4 separate regions of the Mus musculus genome follow, and regions 1, 2 and 4 are each linked to region 3. Evidence: chromatin contacts called from public promoter capture Hi-C data. All regions are on one chromosome and are shown on one strand. The core of a region is the stretch at or near the end of the contact, and the rest is flanking DNA. Distances in the headings are between cores, read along the strand shown.

Evidence for each region. Promoter capture Hi-C pulls out the DNA fragments that hold promoters and counts their contacts.
Region 1: a contact with region 3 is called in a promoter capture Hi-C map of 3T3-L1-derived adipocytes, with 2.9 times the contacts expected there. The contact joins the promoter of Treh here to the promoter of Rnf26 in region 3. A contact is called at or near these places in 2 of 39 promoter capture datasets (3T3-L1-derived adipocytes and pre-B cells) and 1 of 9 other capture datasets (liver).
Region 2: a promoter capture Hi-C map of pre-B cells shows a contact between it and region 3, with 4 times the contacts expected there. The contact joins the promoter of Tmem25 here to the promoter of Rnf26 in region 3. A contact is called at or near these places in 3 of 39 promoter capture datasets (hippocampal neurons, liver and pre-B cells) and 1 of 9 other capture datasets (liver).
Region 4: a promoter capture Hi-C map of pre-B cells shows a contact between it and region 3, with 3 times the contacts expected there. The contact joins the promoter of Arcn1 here to the promoter of Rnf26 in region 3. A contact is called at or near these places in 4 of 39 promoter capture datasets (cranial neural crest, erythroid cells, liver and 1 more) and 1 of 9 other capture datasets (liver).

The regions. Positions count from the first base shown.
Region 1 is chr9:44,671,612-44,674,845 of GRCm38.p6, reverse strand. It overlaps Treh (trehalase (brush-border membrane glycoprotein)), which reads right to left and starts at 1,613. Exons shown (of 15, transcript NM_021481.3): 1 at 1,506-1,613. The coding sequence starts at 1,585. It overlaps BC049987 (cDNA sequence BC049987), which reads left to right and starts at 2,586. Exons shown (of 2, transcript NR_165440.1): 1 at 2,586-2,704.
Region 2 is chr9:44,797,840-44,800,917 of GRCm38.p6, reverse strand. Tmem25 (transmembrane protein 25) reads left to right here and starts at 1,671. Exons shown (of 8, transcript NM_001357385.1): 1 at 1,671-2,254; 2 at 2,486-2,797. The coding sequence starts at 2,185. It overlaps Ttc36 (tetratricopeptide repeat domain 36), which reads left to right. Exons shown (of 3, transcript NM_138951.1): 3 at 1,185-1,518. The coding sequence ends at 1,447.
Region 3 is chr9:44,111,764-44,115,064 of GRCm38.p6, reverse strand. Rnf26 (ring finger protein 26) reads left to right here and starts at 2,014. Exons shown (of 1, transcript NM_153762.3): 1 at 2,014-3,301. The coding sequence starts at 2,116.
Region 4 is chr9:44,766,549-44,769,678 of GRCm38.p6, reverse strand. Arcn1 (archain 1) reads left to right here and starts at 1,871. Exons shown (of 10, transcript NM_145985.4): 1 at 1,871-2,009. The coding sequence starts at 2,007.

The DNA.
Region 1 (3,234 bases), core at 364-2,863, 560 kb before region 3:
AAAATGGTGCCGCACAGGTGGCCACGTCGCCAAGTCCCAGAGCCACCTGAGGGAACAGGGTTAAGATATCAGAGTATGCTGCCTGATGGAACTTGGAGCACGCTGGCTATCCTAGGCTAACGCTGACATTTGTGATGGGGACAATAGGCCACCCAATGTCAGCTTAATCTTTGGAGACCTACAGGGGTCTCTGTGAAGGATCTCAAGAAACTCAACATGAAGACTCAGGGGTGACTCCTGGTTGGTACTTTCTGGGCACATCTTCTGGAAGAAGACTGCTGGAAGTTTGAGTTTCTTCTCTCCTGGACTCTACCCTAATACATCTGTGCCTTCAGTGGCTGTTTGGGTTTTTGTTGTTGTTTTTGAGACAGGGACTCTGTGTAGCTCTAGCTGTCCTGTAACTCTCTTTGTAGAGAGTCTACAAGCACACGTGTGACTGTCCAAGTGGACTACTGACATGCTCTCAGGGACAAACAGCGGCACTCATGGTAGGCACTCTGCAAATAGCCCAACAGGACACAAGAGACTGGATGGAAGAGCCACTCTGTGTCCTGCCTACTGGTGAACAAATAAGTCCTGAGGATTATTCCAGATCCTTCCATACTGCACACCTGGGCATCAGTGAGTAAGTCACAGCTCAGTCTTCATGCATCCCTAATCGGCTCCTCAGCCCCACCCCCCAGCCCCAGCCCAGTCCTGCCAAGTCCGCAGGGCTTGGTCTCCTTTCCTTAGAGCTATCTCCACCTCATAGCCTGGTTCTGCTTCTTTCCAGGCCACATGGGACTTTGTGACCCTTGGAGGACACCTCAGAGCCTTTGCCCTGCTCCCTACTTCTGTTTCAAGATGGCTCCTTCCACGTTCCATCGGCCCATTGCATCCTCTGAGACACCCCCTTCTGCTTCCTCCTTGCTTACTTAGCTCCTACCTTCTCTTTGTTCTTCACCATCCTAGGCCTTGTTTTTACCCTTCTTGCAAGAACTGGTGGAGGGAGGGTTCCATGAGTCCGAGTGGAAGAGAGAATGACAGTTCCAGACCCAGGAAGTAGAGTGACCCCCCCCCATCTTTGTATTTGCTGGTAGAAGCTGAGGCTCAGAAGAAAGGATTGACTTGCCCTGGGACACAGAAAGAGCAGCAAGGTAGGCTGAACTTATGTGTAAGTTCTTGACAGGACCTAGACTCCCCTCACGCTAAGCTAGGCAAGCTTTGCTAGAACAGTGAAGAGAACAGCCCTGCTTGGTCCAAGGAGCTGCTTGGCTGGTGAGCTCTGGTCAGCAGCACGGAGGGCAGACATTGGTCAACAGCTCTGGAATTATACATAGGCCTGCCTCAAAGTTCCACCTCGTTCCAACACAGTGAGTTTGGTGTCAGGTTTTGGTCCTTCTACCCCTACAAGCCTGGTTTCTTCCTTCTTTATCCTCTGAGAGGCTGGTCCTCAGAGGGTAAGCTCTCATCCCAGCCTTCCACCCTTGTCTTCCCCCACACACACAGCTTCTCCACCTCCCTACCTCTCACAGGGTGGTGGCAGGGCCTCCTGGGACCTAAGTCCCAGCCCCAGCAGAAGCAGCAGGTGCAGCTCCCAGGTCATCCTGGGCACGGTGCCTAGAACGGAATGAGCAAACCCTGGCACCTCTGGCTTGCTGAACACGGCCTGCCTCACTTGCCTACCCAGGTCAGCCAAAGTCCAGGCTATGAGGTGTGGCCACCTGAGGGGGGAGATGTGTGTTTCAACTTCTTGTGGACTGCTTACCACTTCTGCCCTCCAGCTACAGTGCTCACTACCCCATCAGCCACTTTCTTCCATTTCTCAATTCTAACTGGTATTACATGCTCAGGGACTTTGCTCAGAGTTATATGGGTGGGCACCCAAGGGCCAGGGCCACAACTGAGGTCACCCAAGTATGATTTAGACACTGAGTCTGTGTGTGGCTCCCTAGTCTCTAATGCCAGAAGGGACCATTTCTTTATCACTTAAAACAGAATGGCTCAAGTCTTCTCCAAAGCTTTATCAAACTCCCTGTTATCTACAGGAGACCCTGTGAGGACACAGGACAACCTCTCGGGGATGGATCAGGAAGCCCCACCATAAGATGATGTCTGCACTGAGTCCTGAGGAATAGTCAGGAGGCCATGCCATCACATGAGACATCCAGAGACTTGGTGCAAAAGTTGTGTGACAGGCTGGAGGGACATTTTGGCACCAGTTAGTGAAGAGGTTTTGCCAAGGAGCTGGTGAAATGGCTCAGAGGTTAAGAACATTTGCTGTGAAGAGGTCAGCTCAGGAACTTTGACAAATTCCACCAGACCCCTCCCCTCCTGGAAGAGAAAGTTCATAGAGCACACAGGCACCCCATTCCTCAGACCACAGCAGGGACTAACCACTGACCACCTGCAGATAAGGGAAGCCCAGAGTACAAAGACAGACCATTGGCTGCCCCCACAGACAAGGAAAGCCCTTGCCACCCCATTCCCTAAGGACCAATCAGTTTAAAAGTCACACTGTTCTACCAATCACGTTGTGCCTAGTGGCTGTTGCTCTATTCTACCTCTGAAAGCTGTATAAAAACTGGCCAAACGGGCTGCCCAAGGTTGCTGCCTTTCCTTCAGGTGCAGGAAGACCCCAGTGTACTGGAACAATAAATTCCTCTTGCTTTTGCATCGATCCCTAGCTCCAAGTTGTTCACTGTGGCAGGGGTAGGGGTCCCAGGTAAGCTAAGGCTCGTTAGAGTCTTACATTTGGTGCATGGGCTGGGAATTCGACCTCCTGTGAGGACACACCAGAGAGCCGTGAATCAGAGGTCTCGAGCAGGTACCAAGGTTCTTTCTTGTTTGCCTTGCTGTTTGTCAAAGTCTGAGTCTGTAAGTCTGTTTGAACTTTTGGTTTGCTTGCAAGTGTCGGGGGCTTGGAGAGTTTATGGTATCTGGGGTGGTTAAGTGCAGCTGACAGACGTGCCTTAACATTGAGACTGCTGGGAATTTGGGGGATACTCCAGAGACCCTGAAGGGAACTGGGAGGGCTCCACTCCTTCTGGAAACAGCAAGACAGTATTGGCAGGAGCTGAGTCTTCCTATAATCTGGCTCCTGCTGTACTGGCAGGGACGCCTGGTTTGTCTTGGTGAGGCTGGAGCCAGCCAAGCAACTCTGCTCTGCGTCCATGGAAGGGACGAACTGTCTGTAACTGTGACCATGAAAGGGATGAACTGTGTGTTGATTGTCTTTCTCTGTGTTTGTTGGTG
Region 2 (3,078 bases), core at 422-2,921, 690 kb before region 3:
GTGGAAAGCTGAGCCCTGCGGAGGTGGACCGAGATCCAGGAGTGACAAACTACAAGTGTCAGATGAGAAGGTGGTTGTCACTCAGGGATTTGGCCTGGGCAGGGAAGGTATCTGGATCAAACCTGGTGTATTCAGTTTCTGTAGCTGGAATGGGGATCATAGGATAGAGGGAATAGGACTAGGAGTTGGAGACCAGGCCATAGGTAAGACTAGCTGGTGGGGTGTTCCTAGAACCTAAACTGGAGAATTTGGACCTCATCCTAATGACAGGAGGCTTGTCTGCCATAGGTTGTTGTTGACAACCTACAGATGGAAAGCCTGGAGATGCAGAGGTAACTCCACTTGTAGAGGCTTGGATTCCTGCAGACTAGCTGTGAAGAGGGAAACTGAGCTGGTCCCAGAGCTGCTCAGTCTGCAGTCCCAACCTGGACCTCTGAGGGAAACTCAGCCTTTCTCCACGATGGTGCTGAGCAATGCAAGGGCCCTGGCAGCCTCTTTAGGAAACTGGAGACTATGAATAGAGGCAGGGTCCAAAGAAAGCAGCCCGTGGACCTAACAGAAACCCTAAGCTGGCTGCCTGAGGTTCCGGGATGAGTTCTGAAACTCAATCCAAGTACGTTCCTCTGAGAATCACGAAAATAAAACAGTGCAGCCAGCTCTGGCTCCACGACCTTCTTCCAATGAAATAAGATACAGAGTAATGAAGACCGTGGAGATAATGAAGGAGAAAAATGGGGAACGTGCCGCTTTCGTAGTCTGCATTGGAAAAGAGGAAACAGTTCTGTTAGCTAATGAGATTTCTTGAACTCTAGGGTTCAAAGTGGGCCACCAAACACACAGTAGGTGCTAGGCTCCACTTGTGTGAACTACGACTATTTGATAATTGATGGATTCACTAACACAGTGGCCAGATCCTCTAGAAAACATTCACGTTTGGGTGCATTAATGTTAGGACATACCAGGAACAAGGCCAAGGAGAGCCTTGGACTTTGATCTCAGCTCTGCCCGTGGGCGGCCCACAAGCCAATTGTAGCAACCCTTCATCTCGGGTTAGAAATAATCCCTCGTGGTTCAAAAGTCTGCTGCACGAAGGAGGGGATGGGCTGCTCTGCTCGGCAGGTGGGCGGGGGCTCGGTTGCCCACACCCGGCTGACCTGCGCCGCCCTCTCCCTGTCCGCCCGCAGGCGCCCTGGAGGACTTGGAGCGCGCGGTGACATTGAGCGGCGGCCGGGGTCGCGCCGCCCGCCAGAGCTTCGTGCAGAGCGGGCTACTGGCGAGATTTCAGGGCCGGGACGACGACGCCCGCAGGGACTTCGAGAAGGCTGCGCGACTGGGCAGCCCGTTCGCACGGCGCCAGCTAGTGCTGCTCAACCCGTACGCCGCGCTGTGCAACCGCATGCTGGCCGACATGATGGGGCAGCTGCGCGCGCCCAGCAACGGGCGCTGAGCGTGGCCGGCCGAATGATGGAGAGGGGGACCCTGACCCAACCAGGACCCAATAAAACTTCCGGGACTCTCGGACTGCGTCTGCTCTGTGTCCGCCTGCTTACTAACCAGCCTCACGGTGGAGGCCTTGGCGGGGGTAGGGAGGAGGCGGGACAGGGCGGGGCTGGAACGGCCACCTGCCCTTGCTCGGGCAGCGATTGGTCCTGCCTGGCGCGGGCCCCGCCCTTGCAGCGGACTGCGGTGCTCAGCCTTCTTGAGCAATTGCTGGGGCTCACTCTGGGAGGGAGCCAGGTGAGCTGACCCGAAAGCAGGATGCTCCAGCGACCCTCGGATCCGCGACGCTCTCTTGCTAGGCCCAAGTCCACCTGAGCAGCCGAGATTGGAAAAGCGGTGCATGGCGAGATATGGGAGGGAGAGCCAAGGCCAGCGAGGAGTGAACCGGGTCAAGAGAAGGACGATCGTTTGGGGGGGAAGGGGAAGGGCGCCTGTGCATGTCTGTCTGTCTGTCTGTCTGTCTGTGGTCATCTACTGTCAGTGCTGGCCTCTATGCCCGCACAGAGACGAAGTGTTGCCATAGGGTCTCTTCCTTTGGGTCTTGCTGATTGTGTCTATTTGTGCCGGTGTCTTGGCCACTGTGGGCCAGTCTACATCAGTGCATGGTAAATTATTGCAGGAATTGTTAGGCCTACATGGCTGGTACTCTTCTCTCAGCAGCCTGGAGGCCGGTCCCTGATCACCATGGAATTGCCTCTAAGCCAAGCTACCCTCCGGCACACACTGCTGCTCCTTCCTGCCCTCTTAAGTTCAGGTATACCCCAGTTCATCCTTTGGCCAAACCCTCCTTGCTTGCATCTCCTCTCACGATACCCACTCCAGTCTCCAGGGCTGGGTTCCCCTATCCCTACTTCCCTACCATAAGTCTATGCAGATCCTGGTCAGAGAAACCAGCTGCCCTGTCTCTTGGCCTGCTGCCTCTCTGTAACTGAACCTCACTGTGGTCTCTCCAAGTGCCTCCCAGCGGCTGCCTGCTGTGTTCCAGGTCAAGGGGAGCTGGCGCCGCAAATTGATGGTCAGACCTGGGCTGAGAGAGCGCTTAGGGAGAATGAGCACCATGCCTTCACCTGTCGGGTTGCAGGAGGTTCTGCCACTCCCCGATTAGCCTGGTACCTGGATGGACAGCTACAGGAGGCCACCACCTCCCGACTGCTGAGTGTGGGTGGGGACGCCTTCTCTGGAGGAACCAGCACTTTCACTGTTACTGCCCAGCGCTCCCAACATGAGCTTAACTGCTCCCTGCAGGACCCAGGGAGTGGCCGGCCAGCCAATGCCTCTGTCATCCTCAATGTGCAATGTAAGTATCCCTGAGACAGTCTTACTACATTGCCTAGGCTGGACTCAAACTTGCCAATCCCCTGCCTCGGCCTCTAGAGTGCTGAGATTACTCATACGCATGACACATTTAGCTTTAACAGGACATTCATAAACACGATATGAGAGAATTTCTATTTTCATCCCTATTTTACAAATGAGAAATTGAGGCACAAGTTAAGCAGCTGCCCAACATTTTGAGATTTAATTGCCCAACAATTAAGAAGTAGGTCCAGGATGCAAATTTAGACCTTTGTCTGGCTC
Region 3 (3,301 bases), core at 765-3,264:
CCACCCCCACACACACTTACCCCACACCCCGGAGACAGGGTTTCTCTGTATAGTCCTGGCTGTCCTGGAACTCACTTTTTAGTCCAAGCTGGCCTTGAACTCAGAAATCCGCCTGCCTCTGCCTCCCAAGTGCCCCTACGAAGCCTCGATGTGTAGTGCTGAGGGTGTACTTCATTCAATTCGAGGCAAGCACTCGCGTCTTTCATGGGCGATGCTTGAAGGAAATGAAGGGCTTACTCACTGTTCAGAGTTGGCAACAGAGAATCTGAATTCCAAACAAGTGGGAAATTAAAAAAACAAACAGAGGTGACCAGGGGAAGGATAAGTGTCCTGTTTACTTTCTGTTGCTGTGATAAAACACTTTGACCAAGAGCAACTGCGGGGAGGAAAAGGTTTGTCTATCTTACCTTCAGGTCACAGTACATGTCTGAGGGAGGCTGGGGCAGAAAGTCATGGCAGGCGCCTGGAGTTACACATTACCTTTGCCAACCATGGAGGCTGAGGCTAGCTAGCTAGCTGGTACAGTTCCTGGGTCACTCTCCACAAGCTTTCTTCTTACACAGTCCAGGACCCCTCTGCCTAGGTAATGTTGCTACCCAGAGTTGGCTGGGTCCTCCTCTGTCAATTAACAAAAGAATCCTTCACAGACAAATTTACAGACCAAACCCACCTGGGCAATCCCTTAAATTGAGGTTTCTCTCACATGATTCCAGGCTGTGCCAAGTTGACAATTAAGGCTAACAAGTATGATAGTCACCCGAGAGACCTCCGGGTAAGTAGAAAACACTGGAGCTCTTGATGTATGGGTTACAGATGGCCTACATGTTGATAGGGGTCAAGGTAGAAAGCAGAGCTCCTTCATTCTGTGGCTCCTTTTCTCAATGACAACAGATCTCCTTTAACAATCTTTTTCACTTTGTGAATAGCTTGAGATAAGACGATAATCTTAAAAAGGGTTGTATTTCCAAGGCATGTTAAGTGCTTAATAAATGATAAAAAATAAATGATGAGCCGGACATGGTGGTGCATGCCTTTGGGAGGCAGAGGCAGGCGGATTTCTGAGTTCGAGGCCAGCCTGGTCTACAGAGTGAGTTCCAGGCCAGCTAGGGCTACACAGAGAAACCCTGTCTCGAAAACCCAAAAATAAATAAATAAATAAATAAATAAATAATGAATGAATGAATGAATGAGATGAGGCGGGGGTCCCAGCGTACGCGGAGGAGGTACTATCTCAGAGCCTAGCCCAGAGCTCCAAGAATGCACGCAGGATCGGGAGCAGGTGGAGTTGGGGCCACAACACTTAAAGGCAGCCTCATTAAAGTGTGGCTCTGGCTCTTTAAGGGGCGGAGCGGGACAGGGAGGGAAAATTATACCGACATGCTAACGGACCTATCACCACTTCAAAGAGGAGGGGGCGCTTTATAAACACATTTCCACCCCTCTCATTGGAAACTGTCTTTGGGCGCCATTCAAAACCACCAATGGTTTGTCGACATTTCTGCCCATTGCCCCTCACTGATTGGCCACAGGCTATAGTCCCGCCCCCTGCTTGCCACGTCCCTTCGCAAACAAGATGGCGGCGCCCAGTGGAGTCGAGGCCGCGCTCGGGATTTGCCGAGGCTGACTTTCCGTCCCGCTCTCCCTTTGGGTGCCACTCGCCGCGAGCGGGAGGACAGGGGCCGGGCGGGGACAGGGGCACTTGCGTGGCTGGACCGCGAGCCCGCGCCCAGCCTGCGCCGCCCCCACCCGGCCCCGACCCGGCCCTTCCCGACTCCGTCCCATCCTTGCGGGTCTCCTCCCGGTCTGACCCGTGGCCCTGTCGTGTTTACCGCTCCAGGCTCCTAACGCTGAGGTGCTTCCTCCGGTCCAGGCTCGCTGTCACTTTAGAGATGTTTCACCTCTTCGCTCCCGAACATTCCGCCTTCCAAGCCGGGACGCCGTTCCCTTCTGTAAAAGTCTTCCCTGAAGCCCACTTCTGTAGCCCTTGCTTCTTCCTTGGTTAGACGTTCGCATCCCTTCCAAATTCACTCCGATCTCGCCACAATAGTGGCAACCTTGACACCGCCTTCCCTGAGGAGCCAGCCTTCCTTTTGTCCTGAACTTCGCAGCCCTATCATGGAGGCTGTCTACCTGGTGGTGAATGGGGTGGGCCTGGTGCTGGACTTGCTGACCTTGATGTTGGATCTCAACTTCCTGCTCGTGTCCTCCCTCCTGGCTACCCTGGCCTGGCTTTTGGCCTTCATCTACAATCTGCCACACACGGTACTTACCAGTCTTCTGCACTTGGGTCGAGGATTCCTGCTTTCTTTGCTGGCCTTAGTTGAAGCTGTGGTCCGATTTACCTTCGGGGGACTGCAGGCCTTGGGGACGCTCCTCTATAGCTGCTACTCTGGCTTGGAGAGCTTAAAGCTACTGGGGCACTTGGCCTCCCACGGAGCTCTGAGGAGCCGGGAATTCCTGAATCGGGGCATCCTGAACATGGTCTCCAATGGCCATGCTTTGCTGCGCCAGGCCTGTGACATATGTGCTATTGCCATGAGCCTGGTGGCCTATGTGATCAACAGTCTAGTCAACATCTGCCTCATCAGCACTCAGAACTTCTTCTCCCTGGTGCTGGCCCTGTGGGATGCTGTAACGGGGCCTCTTTGGAGGATGACAGACGTGGTGGCTGCTTTCCTCGCTCACATCTCCAGCAGTGCAGTGGCTATGGCCATTCTCCTGTGGACCCCCTGCCAGCTAGCACTGGAGCTGTTGGCCTCAGCCGCCCGCCTGCTGGCCAGCTGTGTGGTTTTCCATCTCACTGGATTGGTGTTGCTGGCTTGCGTGCTGGCAGTGATTTTGATTGTGTTGCACCCAGAACAAACCCTGAGGCTGGCCACTCAAGCTCTCAGTCAGCTTCATGCCCGCCCATCTTACCACCGGCTTTGGGAGGATATCGTACGGCTGACTCGCCTTCCACTAGGTCTGGAGGCTTGGCGCAGAGTCTGGAGCCGCAGCCTACAACTGGCCAGCTGGCCAAATCGGGGAGGAGCACCAGGAGCCCCCCAAGGTGGCCCCAGGAGGGTGTTCTCAGCCAGGATCCAGCCACAGGACACTCCTCCTGAAGCAGAAGAGGAGGTCATCAGAACTGCACCAGCTAGAGGCCGAGAGCAACTCAACGAGGACGAGCCTGCCGCTGGGCAGGACCCATGGAAGCTGTTGAAGGAGCAAGAAGAGCGGAAGAAGTGTGTTATCTGCCAGGACCAGAGCAAAACGGTGCTGCTTCTGCCCTGCCGGCACCTGTGCCTGTGCCAGGCTTGCA
Region 4 (3,130 bases), core at 622-3,121, 650 kb before region 3:
CCTCAACGCTTCGTTGGGGTGTATACAGTATTTTCTTTATCCACTTGTCAGTTGGTGGACACAAGGTTTTCTATTTTGGGGCTACTAACTAGCACACACCTCTTTTGTGCTGCTTCAAGTTAAAAAGAGAATTGCCTCTAATCTTAACACTAAGGATGTAAAGGCAGACAGACCTCTGTGTGTTCGTGACCAGCCTCATCTACATAGTGAGTTCTAGGTCAGGCAGGTATAGGAAGTAAAACTGCCTCAAAAATATGTTTTGAGTAGAATTGCTATTTTTGGTTTTATCTTTGTGATGCTATGTCCATAATAACAAGTATAAATTGTTGAGCAGTTACTGTGGTGGAACACTTAGCTTATACAGTCTAATTTATTTTCTATTATCTAACTCTATAAATTTATGAAGTATGTGCTCCCACCAGTTTAAAGAGTAATAACAGGCTTAGAGAGGTGTAGTGAGTTAACTAACGACTAAGGCCTTGAGTACTGAAAAGAATTTAAGCACAGGTCGCGCTGATTCCTCGTTTGTTTTTACTTCTGTTATACAGCCTCTAAGGCGCGCCTGACCAAGGACACTTGTGAACATACATTTTCTTTTCTTTCTTTTTTGAGGCAGGAGAAAACCAAATCTGCAAGAGCAATATAGGATTTTAACTGCTGAGCTATCTCTCAGGACCCTAAAACAAACAAACAAACAAACAAACAAAAAACCCCAGCCCTTTGAAGTATACAGTTCAGGACTGGAGAGGGGGTTCAGCAGTCAAGAGTATCCGTTGCTGTTTCAAAAAGCCCCAGTTCGATTCCCAGCACCCATATCAGGCAGCGCCTGCATTCGCAGGCACATGTCTGAACACACATAGGATTTAAAAATAAAATAATTACATATTGAAGATAAACCGTACAGTTCAGTGGCTTTCAGGATATCTGCCTCTGGGTAATTCCATGGCACTTACATTCCAAACATAATGCACTAGCCGCTATGTCCTAGTCTTCTGGAACTCCGATAAATCACTTATAAGCTTTCTAATTTCACAGATATCCCTGGTTTAGTCATTGCAAACAAATAGTGGCCTTTGCATCTGTTTCTTTACACCTGTTTTCAAGGCTAATCTATGTTGTATGTGTCAGTATTTTATTAGTGCTTTGCTTCTCAAGACAGGGTTTCTCTGTGTAGCTCTCTCTGGCTATCCCAGACTTGTTTTGTAGACCAGGCTGGCTTCAAATTTACAGAGATCGTCCTGCCCCTGGCTCCCGAGTACTGGGATTAAAGGCGTGTGCCCGGCTGGACAATTTTTGGTCTTCCTCCTCAGTTTCCTAATTTACCTGGAATTGATTACAGGTGAGGGGACACCATGCCGGCTTTATTACGGGAGTTCTAGACGTTATGTATTCAGGATACTAGTTCCTCATGGTCACAGATTATTTTATATATTCCATTGAGTGTTTTTACGAACTTTAAGAAGCAGCACCAAGGGCTGGTGAGATGGCTCAGTGGGTAAGAGCACCCGACTGCTCTTCCGAAGGTCCGGAGTTCAAATCCCAGCAACCACATGGTGGCTCACAACCATCCGTAACGAGATCTGACTCCCTCTTCTGGAGTGTCTGAAGACAGCTACAGTGTACTTACATATAATAATAAATAAATCTTTAAAAAAAAAAAAAAAAAAAAAAAAAAAAGAAGCAGCACCAAATAAACGCAGGCGAAGAGAAAGAAAGGACAGAGGAATGACGCTCCACAATTCTAGCCAAACCTGCAAATCCTGGGCTAACAGGGGTCTGAGTTTCCTGGCTTCGGAGCTTACTGGCCCCGCCCCCCGCCCTTTGACCCGCGCCGTTTCCGGTTGGAGACGTGGCTTGGGGCCGCCATCTTGGCAAGAGGCGAAGCGGCGGAGGCTCCTGTCAGGGGCGGCAGGTCCGGAGCGGCCAGAGCTCCGCGTCTCTGGGCAGCAGCCCGAGTCCCCGCAGAGCCAGAGCGCGGCGCAGCGCGCCCCACCTGCGGCCTCACCATGGTAAGCGCCGAGCCGGGTTCCCTCGCCACGTCCTCGCCGGCTGGGCCGGGACCGCAGGAGCCGCGCCCGGAGCCCTGCTGTCGGCCCAGGCTTGGCACGGCCTCCCGGAGTCCTAGAGCGAAAGCTGCCGCGCCCACCTAGCCTCCGCCGGCAGCGCCGCCACGTCCGCCCGCCCGCCACTCGGGCTGGTGGTTGTCGCGCGGGTCTTCCGTCCTCAGGTCCCGCCGGTTCCCTGCGAGCTCCGGAACCGCAGGGCTGGAGGCTGGGCCTGTCCGCCGCTTTTCGTCCTCTTGTCACCACGCCTCAAAGCTTTTCTTCTCCCTCCTCCACCTCTTAATTGAAAGGGGGAAGTAGAGGCAGTGCGGAAATGGTAACTTCGGGCGCCCGTTTGAGGGACCCCGGTGTCCCCGTAGCTACCCTGTGCTAGGGTAGCGCGTACGTGTCTTTGGCAGCGAGGCTGGTGCAGAGTGTATATAGAACGTAGAGAAACGGAGTGACAGCACAGGGTTTCTGTCTTTAAGGGACCGACCGTTTTGGTGGAGTGACAGGAGTGTGGCTTACTGTAATCACAGCTGTTATGTGGAATAGGAGAGGTGGGCTGTGCTTGGGGACTCTGATGCCAGCGGAGCTTATTTCTCTATGAACTCATCTGTTACCAAGATAGGAGAGGTTATTTGTAGGTGAGGGTAGGAGAAAGCAGAATTAACTCCACCAGATCCTCCTTAATCGACTGAAATCTGAATATTCGGGAATAAGAGGAGATCCTTAGATCTAGTAACTTTTGAAGAATTTTTAAAGGTGCTTTGAAAGCATACCTAAGTAACATGACTGACTCTCTTGGTACTTGTCCTATTAAGTTCTACTAACAACTCTTTTGATAAGAATTTGGTTAGAGGAGAAATTCATGTTTGGTCTTTAAACCACAGAAAGTTTCTTTTCCAGCCTCAGGTGTATAAAATTTACATCAAGTAGGCTTGCCTCCCAAAATTTGGTATTAGACATAAAATTTCCAAAACCTCATATACCGACCCTGAGCCCCAATTCCATGAGTTGATGTTGTTGTTGTTATTGTGTATGTTTTTTCTTTTATATTTTAAGATGTTTTTATTTTATGTATATGA